3 separate regions of the Mus musculus genome follow, and regions 1 and 3 are each linked to region 2. The links are chromatin contacts, called in public ChIA-PET maps. All regions are on one chromosome and are shown on one strand. The core of a region is the stretch at or near the end of the contact, and the rest is flanking DNA. Distances in the headings are between cores, read along the strand shown. Region 1 overlaps Gm31641 (predicted gene, 31641). Region 2 overlaps Kcnj15 (potassium inwardly-rectifying channel, subfamily J, member 15). Region 3 has its middle 72 kb from the start of Gm31754.

Region 1 (3,506 bases), core at 885-3,384, 73 kb before region 2:
ATTAAACCATCTATTTGTCTATATAGACAAATTATTGTCTATATTGTCTACAAGACAATACATCTTTGCTGATCTGCACAAATATGCCCAATAGGGTGGGATAGTACCCAGGGATTATATAATATTAAATTTATAAGGACAGGAAAGGCATATCAGCTTCAAGAAGCAATCCTAAGACCAAATCTCTTTGGGAGCTTGCCTCATAGAGCTCACCCATCGAGGACCATGCAGAAGCAGTGGGTCACCTTCCTGGAGGTGACCTGCTATCCTTAGCCTATCCTAGATGGCTCCTAACAGTAGTTTTTCAGTGTTTTTTGTCTTAAAAACCCCCTGTAATATGCATTCTGGACTGTTCTGTGTGGGGCAGGGGACTTACCAGGAGTGGCAGGTGTAAGTAGCTGATTGGATGTAGGGCAGGAGAGTGACCAGGAGTGGCAGGTGTGAGTAGCTGATTGGGGGTGGGGCAGAAGAGTTACCAGGAGTGACAGGTGTGAGTTCTTGGTTTTATTGTTTTTAGTCCTTTTGACAGGGGAGGAACAATAAAAATAGCCAATGATAGGGAAGCATTTGGCAGTGTTTTATTTCTGGGAAGGATCCAGACAGAAAGGGGTCAGTTGTGGCACACACGTAGTGTAGAGATGGGAGTCACTGGGAAAAGTGACTGACTTTGAGTGAACTCCTTAGTACCTGGTCTCTGCCTGCCAAAATCTGTGCCCTGAGCCTTTCTTTCCCTGTCATCTCCACTGCACATGCATCTTACCTGCATAGACAATAAACCAACCTTTGCCCAGAGCAAAATGACATTCTTCTGAGCATCTTAGCTCATTCTCGGTGATGCCAAGCGGTGTCTGGAAGTGTGGCAGGTGACTGGGGACAAGATCAATCATTCCAGAGGTAGCCAGGAGCGCCTAAGATAAAGAATGCAATTAAAAACCAATCCCAGGATGAACTCAGATACTGCCTGTCTCCTATTGATGGGCGGCTTCTAGCATCAGTGTTTCTGCATGCAAGGGGTCAAACCACAATGTCCATCAGTTAAGTTTAGAAATGAATATGGCTTCCTGTGTGAGCAGCTTCCCATAGAGTAAACAACAGAATAATGCCGCTTGTAAACAACAACAACAAAATGTATTTGAAGCATCAGCTTACAAAAGGACAGACATAAAAGCACTTGGAGCTCCTTTGCACTTTTGCCAGGTGGCAGAGCATGGTGTCCTTTCCACTGAGGTCGGTGGATGCTTCCCGTGACTTCACAGGGAGGCAGAGTGGTGGCTTCGGTCATGCTGACAAGGGAGAGACCATGGGTGGTACTTTTGATGTCCAACCTCAAATTATTCAATCAGGCTCCTTTCTAGTGATAGCAAATTCTATGCATCATCTGCCCATGCCTGAGAGGTGATTAACAGTGTTGTGAGCAGAAAGCATTGAACCACATGATGTAACTGGTTCCTAATGCTCCCTGCAGGTCTCATGCTGAAGGCATGGTTCCCAGCTTATGAGTGGGCTGGAAAATGGGAGGATCCTCTGCAGGGACCGCCTGGGAGGAAGTTACGTCACTGAGGGCGTGCACTAGGAGGGGATTTCAGTAGTGAACCGGCATCTTCGGCTGTGCATTCCTACCACAAGGCGCTACATGAATCACCACAGGCCCAAAGCATCTGAGTCACATGATCATGAGTGGAAACTACTCACAATAAGCCTGTGGGTTTTATTTTTTTTATTTTCTTTTAAGTTGATTATGTCAAGACACAGGAAGAGAGACCTACTATGGGGAGTTGCATCTAGTCACGTGGTGGTCTATGCCGAACAAACATGCTGACTTCTCAAGAAAAAGACCTCCTGAGACCTCCTGTGCACATGCTGAGCTGAGACCCTGTGCACAAGCTGAGCTGTATTTTCGGCCTGGCAGCTTTCAGACCTGAACTGCATTTTCTTCCTTCCTGTGTCTCAAGTCTTCAGTCTTGTTGCTATGGTTTGCATCTGAAGTGTGCTACCACGGGCTCCCGATTTGAATGTTTGGTTTCTGGCTTCTAATGCTATTTTGAAGGCTATGAAACATTCAAGGAGTGGGGCCCAGCTGCTGGAAGGAGGTCACAAGGGTGATTATTCCCTGCCTGACCCACACCTCCAATATGAAGCCAGCTTCTTTTGCTTTCTGGGGGTTACAATGTAAAGAGCTGCTACCTCATGTTCCTGCCACTGTGGACAGGGCTAAGGTTCCAGCTGCCACCTGTTCCCTCCCAGGAGAGATTGCACTCTCCAAAACCAGGAGACACGAGGAATCTTTCCTGCTGGAATGTGTTTTGATGTCTTTGATTTAGAGCAACAAGAAAAGTAACAAATGTGCTCACACTGTCATCTTAGACTTGTTAACCTCTTACATGATGTGAGCCAGTTCCATATGTACACACACACACACACACACACACACACACCCCTTATTGGTTCTCCTTTTTCTGGATAACTCTGATCAATAAATTTCCACTCAATATTACAAAATTTGAATGAAATCCCACCAACTAAATAGAATGTTCTCCTGGACTCGTAAGTTGAATCTTGAGTACCGTGTGTAAACATGCTTTGCCCTGTGTGGACAGTTGTGCTCTACTTCCTATAGATGCAGTGACTCATCCCTGGAAGGACTGAGATAGATAGATGCTCAAAACAGACAATGAGTTCAAAGCTGACCTCTCTACCTCTTGGTAGAGGCAGTCAGGTGAGTTTCACTGGCCTTTAGCTCATTGTGCTAAGCCTCAGTTTCTTCATCTATGAAGTCACAATAATAATATCTACCTCAAATGATTGATACAGCAAAGTGCTTTTCTGTGCATCTAGTACTTAGTAAGTCTACCCAAAGGCAGGCATTGTATGGGGTCTTAAGGAAAGTGGGGGAAATCTGTGTGCTAGAACACGGAAGAGTTGAAAGCCTTATGGGACAACTTTAATAACTGCCACAGCTTTGTTATCTATACTGTAGGATATGGCATACACACACACACACACACACATATATACACACACACATACACACACACACATATATATATAATTGCTCAGGGCAAACAGTCTATTCAACATTGAAAAATGCTTCCTTCTCCCAAGCATCTTATTCACCTTGTGTAGCAGAGAGGATGAGTTGCACTGCTCCAGTAGCTGCAGAGCTGAGCCATGAACTCATCAGCAGGCAAGCAGATAAACAGTGCTTCACATCTTGGATAGATATCGGGGAACTCACCTTTGGTAACGATGAGGAAGAGTTAAAATGCAAATGTACAATTATTGACTAGCTTTCTGAGGCCATGCCTGGTGTATTTCATTCTGAACTTCTTGCTTGGTGCCTTTCAAATCTCTCTTGCTAAATTTGGCTCCTCGAAAATTATTCCTCCAAGGCAGAAAATTGGCAGTCATTTGAGTTTCATTGGCCTTTAGATCACTGTGTTTTTTAACTTGTAATTTTCCATGGCTCTCCATTCTCCATCGAATTTCTATTGTGTACCACATTACCC
Region 2 (3,763 bases), core at 990-3,489:
CGCCTCTCAAGGACACTGTGTCCTGCAAAGAGGCAGGCATGACTCAAACTTCTTGGCTCCTTGCAGCTGCTCAGGTGCCAGTTAACTGACAGGTAGGAGCTTGGTGATCAGAAGTTCAAAGCCAAGCAGAAGAGGCCAGTCCTTAGGACCTCACTAAATTAAGGGAAGGAAGGGAACCAGCTTTTCCCTCCCCTTCAAAGGGCTCACTGGGGGCATCAGGTGAAGAAAAAGCAATTAATATGCTTAAGTGAAGGACTCCCAGAGAGAAGTATTGTTTGGTTTGTTGAGATGGAAAACAAATGGGAACACAGACGTTCCTTACAAAAGGCAAGATGGGGGCACAGCTCATAGTGCTTAACAGGCACAAAGCAGTTCTGCCTCTAGTCTGTAGGAAAAGGCAGGAGAGGAAAGGGGGGGGGTGGGAGGGAGGGAAAAGGAGGGAGAGGCAGATGAACTTGAGAAAAGCACCAGCTTGCAATGTGTTCTTTGGATTCACGGAGACCACTGTAGGGGAGTTTCCTGTTCTAATACAGCTAGAATCCTTGTAGAGGATTGCACATATTCTCAGGGACTTTGAGTCACACACGTTTGTGCTTTTTCCTTAACAAGGGCATCGGAGAAATGCAGCTACCTGCATTCCCTCTGATGGGGGTAGGCTTATTGAGTGAGCCAAGGGTTAACCAAAACCCAATCACAGAGCTTTGTGTGCAGGAGCTTCTGTAAATGATGTGCTATACCATACGGCAGTACAGCCCTGACATTTCAGTCACTACAGGGATGAAATCAAGGTTGCCTAGTCAAACACACCTCAGAAGACACACGAGAGGAGAACAGGGTTCCGATTTGGGGCATAAAAGCACACACGTGCCAAGAGCTGGTTTGTGCCCAGGAAGAAGCACTTAAGTAGAAATGCATGTGTGTGCCCCATCCCAGCTGAGGTCATAATGAGAAAAACATGGGAAGAATTAGTGATGGAAGAAACTGAGTCTTGTTTAGAGTCCCCCCCCCCCCTTGATCCAACGGTTCAAACTGAACACACGCCCGCAGAGCCATTTTTGATACTAGGATGCTCAAGATCTCAGTGACAGCTGGAAGCTCCTGCTTCACCCAGAGGTCAGGGGTCAGGGGTTAGGACGATGCTGTGACCCTGGAGTGTCCAGTCATACTGAGCCACTGAAGTTCAGGTTGGCTGAGGCTGACACAGAGAAGGAGCAGGGCATTGAAGAGGACCTGGAGGGTCTGGTTTGAGTTCACCCTGCTTCAGTCACAGCTGACTTGGTGTCAGACTGACAGTTACAGGATTCTCCTGCATTTCTTTCCCACTGCCCAAAGCAGAGGCTGGTCAAGGTTCTGCAGAGCTCAGATTATCCAACACAGGGCTTTCTTTAAAGAACATAAATTCAAAACTGTGGCCATACAATTCAAAGGAGGTTTTGAAGAGGGCGTGCCCCGTCGCTGGAGTCTCAGGAATCCTCTAAGTCCACTCTGGAGCTTATGTCTTGAAGGCTCAGTATGTTTCCCTGGTGGAGGGATGGACGGATGTGTGGCTGCTGGCTACCCAATGAGTAGTCACTCTGGGAAATAGACAGACATACGGACAGACCTGTGTCTCTGCACTTCTACTTACCAGTGGGATTGCAAGTCCAGTCTCCTGCCTGGGATGCTCCTTACCTCACTGCCTTGTGACCAGGGGCAGATTTCCATTTGATGGCTGGCCCTTTAGGCACATCTAGGCCTCAGGGTAAGATGCAATCAGTGTATTCCTCTAACGATAGAGTACGTGTCTCCTGGGGTCCATGGTCTACCGGGAAAGCCAGGAACTTAAGGCACAAAGGCTTTGTTGACTTTGCCTAGTCAAGAGCCCAGAACCCAGAATGACATCAGATTCGTCAGCAAGTCTTGTCGTCTCCAGTGAAATCTGGGCAGCTGCCTCAAGAAAATGCCCGAGTGTGGCTGGGGCCCTCCCCAGTTTCTGTGACTAAGAGCTGTTTTGGATTTCACCCACCAGTTAACTGTCATTTCTTGGGGTGACTGCTTGCTAAGCTCGTGCCTACCAAATAACGCTCTTCTGCATGGATGTTAGTGCGCTCCGGTATTTGTAGGCTGGTATCTGCTCTGTCCTTACCCCCTTCACTAAAAAAACACAAGATCAAGGTCCAAACCTTACTGTCTTCATTTCTAGACTTACTCTTTCTATCTTTTCCTGTGCTTTAAGAAAAAACAAAGTTCACATCTGGTGACCCCACCTCTCAGTCGTTCCCACAGACCTGTTAGGAGTTATGAAACCACAGGAGTCTCAGAAGCTGGCTGCACGGGGTACGGAAATACTACAAAATAAAAGTCCTGCCAGGTTCTTTGTATTTTGAGAAGTCTATGGAAAATATTTATAAACGTCTAGCAGGCTACACCACACACGTGCGACATATTCAAGTGACAGACCGCAGGAGCTTTAATAATAAAACTAAGATTGTGTAAGTCTCGTCAATTCTGCTGCTAGCCCTGTCTTAACGCAGCTATACTTTGTTTTCAGTGACTTGTTTCATACACTTCAAATCAGAATTTTTTGGGGGGGGCGTAGGAGTTGGGGTTCGAGACAGGGTTTCTCTGTGTATCCATGGCAGTTCTGGAACTCACTTTGTAGACCAGGCCGGCCTCGAACTCAGAAATCCACCTGCCTCTGCCTCCCGAGTGCTGGGATTAAAGGTGTGAGCCACCAGGCCCGGCTTCAAATCTGAATTTTTAAAAGATTTCATCTTTACATTATAATTATGTGTATATATCTATACCTGAGTGTGAATTTGTACATGTGAATGTATCCTCAGAGGCTAGAAGAAGTCATCAGATCCTTCGGGGCTCAAGTTGCAGGGCTGGGAATCTAACTCCGGCTCCCTGCAAGTGCTCTTAGCCGGTTTCTCTCCAGTTTCTCTAACTCTAAGAGGCCGGTACCAAAGGCTGATCGTAGCTGTAGGGTGTAGCTCAGCAGATGATGGGGTGCTTGCCTAGCAAACACAAATCCTTGAGACATATCCCCAGTGCCACACCAACTGTGTGTGGTAACACAAGCCTGTAATCCTCATACTCAGGGTATAGAGACAGGAAAAACAAGAGTTCAAGGTCATTTTCAGCAACATAGTGAGTTCAAGGCCAGGCCAGGAAACACAGGACCCTGCCTCAAAAGCAAATCAATAACTAGGGCATAAAAGCTAGCTCTAAAGAGTCGAGTCCTCTAAGCTTCTTTTTAAGTGCTGATACAGTGGGGTGGAGATGTCACCCATGTTCCCATTGTACATGTGTGTATTAAATGATTCTATCCAAAACATTGCTATGACCCTCTGACCAGCAGATTCAGGAATCTAGCTTCTAGCCCTGCGCATGGAAGATTCGGTCTCCTGGGACTGTCCAGAACCCTCTCGGATGCTGTCCCAGTGTGTCTACTGTCACATTGGATGCTTCCTGCTTTGTTCTGTTAGTGTGCACAGTACAAGGAGGGTCCCGGACAAGTCCAGCTCTTCAGGAAACAAGAAAGCCTTGTTCCCAGGCTCCGGAAGTTCCTTCCAAGCCTGCAGGTCCTGGACATTAACACATTAAAGCTCCGAGCTCCATAACAGAGCAGCCTTTAACTGTGGCTCCCTGATGCAAACCTGCTTTAGACAGGGAAATCTTCTCACCCTCTGACTCATTTTCCCATGGCTCCCCTGGAGACCTGGGTAGACAGTGTGATTGTTGTGGAAAGGCAAGGCGTCATCTGATCCTCTGAGAACAC
Region 3 (3,589 bases), core at 406-2,905, 95 kb before region 2:
CCAGCCCATTTGCCAGGTGTGAGCGGCACTTGTAGACCGAGGTGAGGTGGGTTTCAACATGGATGTGTACCAGGAGTCTTTGTGTGCAGAGATCCCATTATATGTGTCTCCTACAAAGGAAGAGGGGGCTGATGGCACCATCATGACTTCCTAATCCATTGTTACCCTCCAGGTTCAACTTCTGAGTCTCATCACAATTCATCTCACCCACTTACCTGCCAGATTCCAAATGGATGTGAGATAGCTTCCTGCGATCTAGCAATTTATCTCCAGACAGTTCTTGGAAAACAATGCATGTGACACTTTATTGTTTTTAATAGATAGAAATGTAAATAAATAATAAACAAATCATTTCCTCAGGTGAGGATGTCACCAAAAAGAAGACAACCCAGGTGCAGCAAACCCCACTAAAACCCAAGCTTGTCAGTGAGCTGACACTGGCCAACTCCGGCTCCAGAGCGATGAGAAGTGAAAGAAGGTTGATCATGACGTACCAGCCTCAAGTGTTGTATGTATTGCAGCAGCATGAGGAAACCAAGAGAACATAAGAGCTGGCTCATGCCAAGGGGGAGCAAGAGACTTCCCATCTGCTATCTGGGAACTTGAGACCCAGTAAATCTGCTGTATAATTAAATCTATGTCTGAAGGCTCAAGAAGCAGGGAGCTTTGTGGTGTAAATCCTTCAGTCTGAAGGTTGAGAACTGGGAGCTCTAGTGTCTCGGGTCAGATGTTAGCAATGGGAGAATTACCTCCACACACACCTGAGTAGTGTGTTGTTCGATTGAGACCCTCAATGGCTCTCAGTGCTTTCGATGATGGATCTTCCCACTGATTCAAACGTCCAGACGCTCTAGGGATGCTTGACATGTGGGTCTCAGTGGACCCCCTAGAATCAGATATAGAAGTGTCTAAATCTCCCCTAGCTGTCCTTTCTTTCTCCTTTCCTCTCTACTTTCATGTCTCCCCTTCCTTCCTCACGCCCCACTCTCTCGCTTGTGAGGACTTATTGGAACTTTTACATATGGAGGCTACATTTGAGGTAGGCTGGTGTCTCTCCTGACATGAACTGGCACACAGCTACCATGGCAGTCGTGAGAATGTTTGCCGGGTAGACTGCACGATTTTCTCATTTATAAATATAATGAATCTCAGAACTAGCAGACGTCATTTCTTTTCGCCATCATTCAAAGTTTTATTGAGAGGGATGGTCGACTCTGTCCTCAGAATAACTTGTCACATCCTCCCATCTCTTCTCTCCTTCCCGACATCCTTGCTTAGATCACACATCCAGAGCTGTGAGCTGAATCTCACCACCAAAAAAGATTTGTCCCAACCCCAGGCCTCTGTGGTCATAAACGGTTCCTTATTTGGCAATGGGACCTCTGTAGACACAGCTCCATTAGGAGGATGAGGTCACGCCTGACTCACTGCGTCCAGACAGGATCCTAGTGCCTTTATCAAGGGGCCAGGTTTGGAGTCGTATTGGAAGGGGTTGGGGGAGGTGTTAGGGCTGGCTGAGCCGCAGAACCAAGGGATGTCTCTGCACGCCAAGAAATGTGAATGTTACTGGCAAACACCAGAAGCTAGGAGAGGCAGGAACTGGTTCTCCCCCAGGGCCTCCAGAAGAAACCGCCGTGAGTGTCTTCACTGAGATCTCACTCTAAGTCACAAAGGTGGTGGCACTTCCTGACCACAGTTCTGCGGAGTTCTTGAACCTGGTGGCCCCAGTGGCTTTCAGATACAGTTCCTGCTTCCAGACCCTTAACTTCTTTCATCCTGGACCACCATGGCATCCTGCACTGTGTGCTCACTGCTGGTCTGACGCCGAGGAAAGGGCCCTCAAACACTGGAGGGAAGTCCAAGAATGTGGAGAGAGATATTTTGAGCCCAGGAAGTGGCTTTGATCTTTAAATACACCCCATACTTGCTGAAAATGTGGGGTGTTCTTTTTAAATATCTTCGGCTCTCCTAAAATTATCTAATACCTCTTACTCTGCCAAAGCTACCTGGGGATTAAGACACCTTGCTTTCCCATCACATACTGGGCTATTGTTTCTCATGGCTCCTCTGGGCTGCTCATCTCTCTGTATGTTTTCCTCTGGACCTGAGGGGAGGCTCCTCCTCCTCCTCACTAAATACTGTTTAAATCTCATTTTCTCTCTGGCTGAGAGCTGGAAATGAGCACCTCAGACTGAAGATACTTGAACTAATGTCGCCAAACAGGTCGTTACCTGTGTCCTCCTCAGCTGGGCAGACTGAGAGTTTTCTGAGGAACTCCTTAAAATTGTCACCTTGGTGTCTTTGTATAAATTTTCCTAATTACTGTGTCCAGAGTCCACTGGTGAGACCCATAATTTATGTTTGTGTGCCAGACTGATCACAGACAGAGACCTGGACAGTGAACTCAGATAGCTTGTCTCTATAGGAAGGATGGTTCTGTCCTTGTACGGGGAGGGACAGAGGGTTTCCATTTCTTTCAGCTCCGTTGATGATGCTGAGTTCTGAGCTTAGAGCCAAACCAGGAATATGGTATGTGGTTCTTCTGGCTCAGTTTCTAGTCACCTGGAGTCACAGGAAGCTTTCTTTGCCAGATTCACCAGATGGTAAATCTGTAGTCATGACCTTGGTACTCCTTGCTGGAAATGGAGGCCAGGTGTGGTACCAGCAGCATCTCTGTGTGGCTCAAGTGTCTTCCTGACAACCTGTCTGGAGTAAAGGTATAGGAATGCCAGATCTCAGCATGACTGGGCTGAGGGTCCCTGTGTATCTGGAAGGCTTTGGTCCATCACAGTCTGTCTGGAGCTGTGATCCACAAGGTCAGGAGGAGATGGGATAAATAGTGACAGACATGTGTGTTGTATCTTTGAGCACACAGCTTCTCAGCGGTCAGGTAAAATGTACGTGCATGTGCATCTGTGTGCATGTGTGTGTTTGTGTGTATGTGTCTATGTGGGTACTTCATTCTTTTCTTTCTTTTCATTTTTGTTTTTTGAGATAGGGCCTCTTTATCTGTAGCCTAGGCTGACCTTGAACTCAGACTCACAATAGACCACACAACGGCCTCTGCTTTCTGAGTGGTACAATTATAGGCATAAGCTACCAAGCCATTTTTTAAAAAAAAATTTTGTTAGTTTTTGAGACAAGGTCTCATGGATCCTGGGCTACCCTCCATCTCATGTAACAGCCTAGTGTGTCCTTGGACAGCTGACTTTTTATATATCCACATAGAAGTTAAGGAGTTTGAAGCGTAGTGAGGCACATCTGGATGCTGATGGTCTGTGGGGCCTAAGGTTGTGGAGGGCTCCATTGCTAAGTATAACATCTCCCTTTATTGAGAAAAGCAAATAGGAACCAACTATAGTGTCCAGAGAAACCCACTTAGACAGGGAAGGAAAAGAATTCTCTACTCTGTTTGTAGGTGGCAACCTCTGTCAGTGTACACAATATCACAGGGGGAAACGTTGCATGGAGGAAGAGCAACAGACTCGTTTTTTGCTTAAAGTAGGATCAATCCATTGGTAATCATGTCCATCGCTGGGCATAATAATATTTAAAAACAGACATTATTAGATAGTTCATTTATTTTGAT

The links. ChIA-PET counts read pairs in DNA pulled down with a chosen protein or histone mark.
Region 1: an RNA polymerase II ChIA-PET map of memory CD8 T cells shows a contact between it and region 2, with 104 read pairs. The contact joins two enhancer-like sites. A contact is called at or near these places in 1 of 15 datasets of contacts at CTCF or cohesin (CD8 T cells), 1 of 484 Hi-C or Micro-C datasets (CD4 T cells), 2 of 115 datasets of contacts at active chromatin or transcription factors (CD8 T cells and memory CD8 T cells) and 2 of 9 other capture datasets (adipose tissue and liver).
Region 3: a contact with region 2 is called in an RNA polymerase II ChIA-PET map of memory CD8 T cells, with 36 read pairs. The contact joins two enhancer-like sites. A contact is called at or near these places in 1 of 39 promoter capture datasets (embryonic stem cells), 3 of 484 Hi-C or Micro-C datasets (Th1 cells, embryonic stem cells and nephron progenitors), 3 of 115 datasets of contacts at active chromatin or transcription factors (CD8 T cells, embryonic stem cells and memory CD8 T cells) and 1 of 9 other capture datasets (adipose tissue).

The regions. Positions count from the first base shown.
Region 1 is chr16:95,187,702-95,191,207 of GRCm38.p6, forward strand. Gm31641 (predicted gene, 31641) reads right to left here. Exons shown (of 5, transcript NR_153766.1): 4 at 782-908. Among named protein-coding and RNA genes, the nearest start is that of Gm31754, 51 kb to the right of the region's middle. Within about 2 kb of position 2,135, at least 27 of the 459 cell types and tissues checked have an H3K27ac peak or open chromatin away from gene starts, as enhancers often do. A contact at or near this core is called in CD8 T cells and memory CD8 T cells, where this site is marked.
Region 2 is chr16:95,260,877-95,264,639 of GRCm38.p6, forward strand. The region is part of intron 2 of Kcnj15 (potassium inwardly-rectifying channel, subfamily J, member 15); the gene reads left to right. Among named protein-coding and RNA genes, the nearest start is that of Gm31641, 3.1 kb to the left of the region's middle. Within about 2 kb of position 2,240, at least 54 of the 459 cell types and tissues checked have an H3K27ac peak or open chromatin away from gene starts, as enhancers often do. A contact at or near this core is called in CD8 T cells and memory CD8 T cells, where this site is marked.
Region 3 is chr16:95,166,861-95,170,449 of GRCm38.p6, forward strand. No RefSeq gene overlaps it. Among named protein-coding and RNA genes, the nearest start is that of Gm31754, 72 kb to the right of the region's middle. Within about 2 kb of position 1,656, at least 19 of the 459 cell types and tissues checked have an H3K27ac peak or open chromatin away from gene starts, as enhancers often do. A contact at or near this core is called in CD8 T cells and memory CD8 T cells, where this site is marked.